Regions from separate parts of the Sus scrofa genome. Here region 1 is linked to region 2. Evidence: chromatin contacts called from public promoter capture Hi-C data. All regions are on one chromosome and are shown on one strand. Each heading gives the region's core, a stretch centred on a gene start, on an enhancer-like site or on the middle of the called end of the contact. The rest is flanking DNA. Distances are from core to core; before and after follow the strand shown. Region 1 holds the start of KPNB1 (importin subunit beta-1). Region 2 holds the start of PCGF2 (polycomb group RING finger protein 2).

Region 1 (3,722 bases), core at 808-3,307, 550 kb before region 2:
AATGTTTAACACACATTCTTCTTCCCCACAAAAAGCTCTCTCCAATGGAAAAGCTAACAGGAAAAACCAAAAGCAGATAGTTTCTTACCACTAACAAGTTCTGCAGTTACAGCGGAAGATAATTCTTAAGTTTTATTAATTAGGTACCACTAAAGAATGTTAAGAATGATGGGAATAAGATAAAATGCTAGGAATAAGATGAAAGCCGTCTTACTTTAGCAAAAGCAGAAACAGGAATACACATTAAACGGAAATATGGGTCTATGCTAGTAGATAAAAATCTTTTCTATGGAAAGCTAAGTATAAAAAGGTTGATGGTAAAAACCAGAACGTGTAAGGGGGAAAAAAAAATCCAAGACAATTCAAAGGCAGTTTGTAGAAAATAAAAAAACGCCTTGTCACTTTTTTTTTTGGCTTGCCTAGATAACACAAAAGAACACATTTGGTTACAGTGTTATTTAGATCTATTACCTATTACCTTTAAGAGACGTATTATCCACCGTTCTCTTTGCTCCCCACCCCCCAACAGGAGGAGGGAATCCAAGGAGAAATATTACTGGCACATAGGCTGTTTCAGTCAATCCATCTCTCGATTTTATACAGAGGTCCAGTCTCTAGTGGACTTAACACTCATTTTTTTTCTGTACCCCCTAAATTTGAAACCATGAAAAACGAGGAACTTTCCTCTATGATTTCCTCTGGAAACAGGCCCGATCTCAAGGATAAGCCTCAGCCTGTTATCTGGGTGCAGATGAAGTCTCTATTGATCGGGGCCGGGGGAAAAAATTCCCCTGGAGAGGAATAACCCGTCAAGAAAGGGAAAAACATTGCCGGAATGGGTAAAAAGGGATTTGGGTGCAGGCCTGGCCAGGAGCACAGACCAAGGGAGAAGGGAATGGGTAGGGCTCTGGGAAGTAGGTGGAGAGAATCATAGGGGTCACAGGACAGGAAGGAGGAGGAGGCCGGGGTCCGAACTGGACGGGCAGCGGGGCTCGGAGCTTCCACATGGCCCCTAGGCCCGGCTCCCCCACCCCCACCCTTGCTGAACACGCAGCGCCGCGCAACCTAACTTCCCTTCCCTCGCTCTTTCTCCCTCCTGCTGCACCGCCGCCCTCAGGCCGCGCGGCGATTGGGCGGCAGTCACCCCGGCGCGCCGCGCCATTGGCCAGGTGCCGGGGCCCGGGGCGGGACACACCCACCGGCTTCCCGACGGAGGGGTTAGGTTGGACCGGGGGAGGGGGAGGGGGACGGGATGGGGCGGGGTGGGTTCCCGAGGCCTGGGCCTCCAGGAGGGCGGGAAGGCCCGCACGCAGGGGATGGGGAGACGGGCGGGATGGGGGACGGCGGGGTGGCACGCACCAGGTTCTCCACGGCCGCACGCTCCAGGAACTTCTGCGCCGCTTCCAGTTCCAGCCGATCTGGGGGGAAGGAAAGTGGGAAAAGGGACAGGTCAGAGGGGCCAGGGCTTCCCCTCCCCCCACCCAATCACCTCAGCCCGACCCCCGGCCCCCGCGTCCTACCGGGAGACACGGTCTTCTCGAGGATGGTGATCAGCTCCATGGCGGAGGTGGTGGCGGCGACTCCTCTTAAGACTGCTGTCCGGCCTCTCGGGCGGCGGCTCCAACTGGGGATGGGGGTTGGGGGTCGGGTGGGAAGGGAGGGTGGGGTGGGGGGCGGGGGTCACCACAATCCCATTCACTGGCTCCCTCTTGGTAGTCGCTCCAGCTCCCTTTCCTTCCTCCTTTCCTTCCTTCCTCCCTCCTAATTTGCTGCTGGCGGCGGCAGCAGCTGCTCCTCTGGCGGCGGGGGAGGGACCCCGGGGGCAGCTTTGAGCGCGGCTGGTGCTCGGGTGGCGGAGGGAGAAAGAAGGGAAGGGAGGCGGTAAGTGAACGGCGGCTCGCAGGGAGGGAGAGAGAGGGAGGGAGGAAGGCGGAGGGATATTCGGGCCGGACCTCTCCGCGGCGGCACCGCGCTCCATGTCGATTGGCCACTGCCGTGGCCACGCGGAATCCCCAATTGGCCAGGCGGTTAGCATTGAAGGGCCGCCCTGCGCCCATTCGCCGGCTGGTTTCAAGGCCCGGGTTGGCTGGGCGGGCAGTGGGATGGAGCGCGTGGATTGGCCGAGGGGAGGGAGGTTGGGGTGGGGCAGGCCAGAGCCGGCCGCTGATTGGGTTGGCCTGGTAAAGGCCTTCAGCTCAGGCCGGCTGGGCGCCGAGAGGAGGGTGGACCGAAGGTAAGACTGTAGGCCCGCGTGATTGGCTGGGCTATTAGACGTTGATAGGATAGGGCACCCGGGAGAACTGGGGAGAAGAGTTCGGGGTCGGGGCCGCGGAAAGGCGGGAGGTGCCCCACTGCTTTAGAAGCCCAGCGCGGGGCACGATGGGACGCCCCCGGGAAGGGGCGGAGCCGTGTCCGGGTTGAGGTTGGGAAGCGCCGTCACTCGGAGGGGCGTGTTAAAGAGGGTTTCGCGGGCTCGAGCGGGGGAGGGGGGACCGTTAAAACTGCACCGCACCCACAGGAAGCTGCTTTAATGGCTAGGCCTACTTGGTACCAGACTCTTGGTTGGGAAGGACCTTGAAGACCATGCCGTTCAACTTCCAGTTTGCAGATGTGGAAACTGAAGGCCAGAGAGGGTATGCGACTTGTCCAAGGTTACTCAGCCAGTTAGTGGCCTGGTTGGGACTGGACTCAAGCACTCCAGACTACCGTGGCTTTTACACGCAGCACCTCCAAGGGGGTGAATGCAAAAGCAGTCCCTTTGGACATATGTATAGTTTGAGGCCTGTGCTGTTGTGAGACGTAACACGTGGGGTGGACACTTGGATTCCCCTTAAACCCTCATCCATAAGCTCTCGGGTACTTGAAGGAATAGAAATGTTTCACCCTGGAAGGTACCTTTTCTATAAAGGCACAACCGTGTACCAGAGAAAATGTGTGTACAGCCCTAAAAGATCGCCTTTTTTTAGTTATAAGCCCTGAGACAAACTAATGAAAGCCTTTCCTTAGCAAAATGTGCATACAATTTCTGGACTTCCCTTTAGATTGGGAATGGGCTCCAGGTGAAGAAGTTGCTGAATGGTTACATTTTCACCATATTGACCTAGGGTTAATAGAATGTAGCTAGCTGACAGATCTCTTCTCTGCATTAGCTCGAGCTTCTGAAATAATTGCCCTACTCTAGCCATACTGGGAAAACCTAAGAGCAACTCTGGCCTTGCTGTGAAGTTCCAACTAAAAATTAGGAAAGGCTGGCCAGCTACCTTTAATCCTTGAAAGAAAAGAAAAGAAAAAAAGACATTTTTCTCTATCAGAAATATCTGAGTTCTGGAGTTCCCGTCGTGGTGCAGAGGTTAACGAATCCGACTAGGAACCATGAGGTTGCGGGTTCGGTCCCTGCCCTTGCTCAGTGGGTTAAGGATCCGGCGTTGCCGTGAGCTGTGGTGTAGGTTGCAGACGCGGCTCGGATCCCGCGTTGCTGTGGCTCTGGCATAGGCCAGTGGCTACAGCTCCGATTAGACCCCTAGCTTGGGAACCTCCATATGCCGCGGGAGCGGCCCAAAGAAATAACAAAAAGCCAAAAAAAAAAAAAAGAAATATCTGAGTTCTGAAGCTGCAAGTGTGGGGACACTATTCCTTGCTCGTCCTGTGCCTGCTTGATTTCCCATGACTTAGCTGTCCTCCAAACCTCAGCCTTTTGCTTCACCTTTCAGCTGAGGAAGAAC
Region 2 (3,489 bases), core at 645-3,144:
CCATGGCAACAGCTCCATCAACCAAGATCTCCCAGGCAAGACCAGGAGCAGCAGACAGCAGCGCCGCGCCCCCACCCCACCAAAGACTTCAACTTGAACATCACCCAGCCACACTCCATCTGGATCCCAAGTCCCAAGTCTCACCTCAACCCTGTTTCCTGCCTCTTTCCAAAGACAGCTCTAAGCCCTCTACCCCCAACTCCAAACCAGGAAAGCCCCGGGAAAAACCTCCCACCAAAAAAGCTACAACAGAGCTGGCTTTATGCTCCTTCTCCAAGTACTGACACCTTGGAACAGAGTGGAGACGGGAAGAAGAGAAATGAGAGTTTCAGCAACAGAAACAAACTGCAAGAGGCCCAGAAAAGGAGGCATCAGAAAGAAACGGGAGACAATCAGGAGACACCCCCCTTCCCAACCCCACCCCAGACCCGGAGCCCTGGAGGGACGGAGGCATCGCGGCGGGGGTGGGGGTTCTCTGAGAGACAAAGACCAGAGCGGAGCGCGAGGAACCGCTTCCACAATATTTACAGGCAAATGCACCATTCCCAGGCCCCCCTCTTTCCCTACCTCAAGCCATCCGGAGCAATTCTGGGCAGACGGGGGCAGTGGGGGTGGGGGAGAGGCGTGCCTGGGCCCCCCGCGGAGACAGGAGGGGCAGGGGTGTCTGCTGGCCCAGGGGTCCCAGCCCCTCAGAACTAGAAGCAGGAGGGCCTAGGAGGGGAGGGAGCAGCCGGGCCCCAGCGTGGAAGAGGAGCCAGTCCGCCAGACCCCTCTGGCCTCTGCGGGCGATGGAAAACATCTCCCCCACCTCCCATCTACCCCTCCACCTCGGCTTCCCCAGGAGCCTAAGTCACAGGATCCGGGACCCCAGTTACTGGGTGGCCGCTCCTACCTTCCCTAGAGCCAAACTTTCGGCGGGGCCCAAGGAGGGGTGTTCCGGAGAAAGAGGCTCCTCCGAGGTGGTTCGGGGGGAGGGGGCGGGGCGCCTAGTCCGGGGATGAGGGGGGGGGAAAGGGACCAGCTGGGGGAGGTGCCGAGAGGACCGAAGCCCCGCGGGGAAGAGCGCCCTCCCCCGGCCCCGCAGCCATCGAAAAGCTCGTCCCCTTCTTCCCCGCGTCAAGTCCTCGCGCGTCCACGACGCCCCAGCGCCCACGGAAGAAGCCGAGAACGGCCCCCTCCCCAGAAAGGGGTCGTGGGGGAGAGCCAGGGGCTGCTCCGGCTCATGGGGAGGGCTGGAGGGGCTGAGATCCGCCCCAGCGCGGAGCCCCGAAGCCCCTGTGGCTGCCTCGGACCCTTCCCCTCGCTACCTCGGGTGCAGGGTCTAGGGGGGCTGCGGCACAAAGAGGTGGTGGTCGACGGAGACGCCAAATCATTAAAAGGGGGAATCCACTTCGGCCATCTTGGAAGGGAGGAAAAGGAAAAGGGGAGAGAAAAACGGGAGAAAGAAAGGCGGACGGGGCGAGCTAGGAGAGGGGCCGGCGGGGGTGGGGCGGAGACCAGAGACCAGGCCCGGCTCAGAGCCTCCCCCACCCGGGTTTGCAAAGGAGGAGAGACCGGCCCCGAGTCCCAGTCCGCAGATGGTTACCGGGGAGAAGAAGGAGAGGAGAGGGGAGTCTGCGTCCTCTTACCTGGGTTCAGGGTCCGGTGGGTCCCGGGGAGGGGGGGATGGGAGGGAGGGAGGGAAGGGAGGGGAGGGGGGGCCGCAGCCGTGTCGCTCGCTCGGGCGGCGGGAGGGGAGAAACACACGGTAAGAAAGGAGTTTGTGAAAGCGGCTCGGGGTGGGAGGGAGAGAGGGGAGGGGAGGGGACGGAGGGGGGAGGGGAGGGACTGGGGCTCGGAAGGGGGGGGAGACAAAATGGCTTTTTTCCTCCCGACTAGAGTAGGTCCCGCCCACTACTCACCCACGTGACCTCATTCCTTCAGGGTGTTTGCGGAGCGGGGAGGAGGGGGTAAGGCTACCGCGGCTGCCCCCCCACCCCCGGGTGCCGGGCCCCCCAAAACTAGGACACGACCTCAGCCTTCCCCATCTGCCCCTGACCCTGGAGGATGACTCCTCTTCTGTGTTACCCGCCTCAACCAACCCCTGCCTTCAAAATGTGGGTGCCCCCCACCCTCTGACCCTGCGATCCTCGCCCCTAGCTGGGGCGCCTGGAAAATGGTGAGATGAGGATTGGGCTGAAATGTGGCTCGCTCTGCAGTCCTCCACGCCTCGGCCTCGACCAAAAGGCACGGTGCTCGGGCTGGGGACACGACGCCCCTGGCCACGCGTCCAGATTATTTTCATTCACTCTAAGTGACACTCCCTTGAAATTAATAACTGCATGGGTGAGGGCGACCGTCTCCTCCCCACCCCCTACGTCCCCTCCGCGACGGATGGCCCGCTCGAAAACGCTGAGCCCGGGACCCACCCCGAGGGAGAAAACCGACGAGGCGGGGACAGAGGCAGAGGCCTCAGGCGGGGGGACGTCTAGCGGCTGGGGCTCGGGTTGCTGAGATGGAGGCTGGAGCCCCCGGTGTGCTTGGACGAAGAAAGGAAGGTAACCCGGGCCGGGAGATAAACAGAAGACTGCACAGCTCTGGCTCCGGGACCGGGACACGATAACGGGCTGAAGGCAAGAGGCCCGAATCCGAGTGCACTAGAAAACGAGGCGCGGGGCCTCGGAAGTGGGCCCGCGCTTTTTCCTGCTAGGTACTGATTCCCGCATTTTTCGCCCGCGCGCGGATCGCGTTCCTCGCTTTGCATAGTTGGTGCGCCTCGCTCGCCCTGGCAGCGGGAGGAGCCCGGTGAGCGCAAAGGCGGCTGGTATTCGCCGACTCCGACCGTCGCTCCGGGCTCCACCTCGCGCTCGAGCTCCGGTCTCCGGTGGCTCCTGCCTGGAGGAGAGAACGAAGGGGAAGCTTGGAAAACCTGGGAGCAGCAGCAGAGGCCAGCGCCAGGGAAGCCGATTGGTACTATGTTATTGGAGACTACAGTGGGCCTGCTTCATTACAACTGTCGATTCGCTTATTCCTTATTCAGAATTTATTAGGGAGGGTCTTTATGTCAGTCGCTACAAAGAGCTCGATTATCCGTCCAGAAGCGCCATTAAGCTCACTGGCGGTGGGTGGCTCGAGTTAGGAAATTAGGAAACGAATCTTGAACAAGCATCGGACCGCCTGCCTCCTCCTTCTACCCTCCTCGCTCGCAGCCCAGGCAGATCCAAAGCTGGGGACTCCGGACTGAATGCTTTCACCCTTTGGCTGGCGACCAGGAAATCTGCGGACCCTGGCCGCCCAGTGACCCCAGCTTCAGCCTTTGGCCCACGCCCGGCGAGTTGGGGCGGGGTGGGGGGAGAGGAAGGACGGGAGAGATTTCCGCCCAGAGCGGGTGGTCTGAGAACCCGCCCGAACAGGGCCAGGGGAGGATTCGGTCACCTGCTCCCTTGTCCTTGGGTGCCGAGACCGGGAGTCCGCCACCCTTCATGGAAAGCGGGCTCTTGGCGTGGGCAT

What was found. Promoter capture Hi-C pulls out the DNA fragments that hold promoters and counts their contacts.
Region 1: a promoter capture Hi-C map of liver shows a contact between it and region 2, with 3 times the contacts expected there. The contact joins the promoter of KPNB1 here to the promoter of PCGF2 in region 2. A contact is called at or near these places in 1 of 5 promoter capture datasets (liver) and 1 of 2 datasets of contacts at active chromatin or transcription factors (alveolar macrophages).

Annotation. Positions count from the first base shown.
Region 1 is chr12:23,914,118-23,917,839 of Sscrofa11.1, reverse strand. It overlaps KPNB1 (importin subunit beta-1), which reads right to left and starts at 2,057. Exons shown (of 22, transcript XM_003131528.6): 1 at 1,521-2,057; 2 at 1,360-1,418. The coding sequence starts at 1,560.
Region 2 is chr12:23,361,036-23,364,524 of Sscrofa11.1, reverse strand. It overlaps PCGF2 (polycomb group RING finger protein 2), which reads right to left and starts at 1,894. Exons shown (of 10, transcript XM_021067066.1): 1 at 1,629-1,894.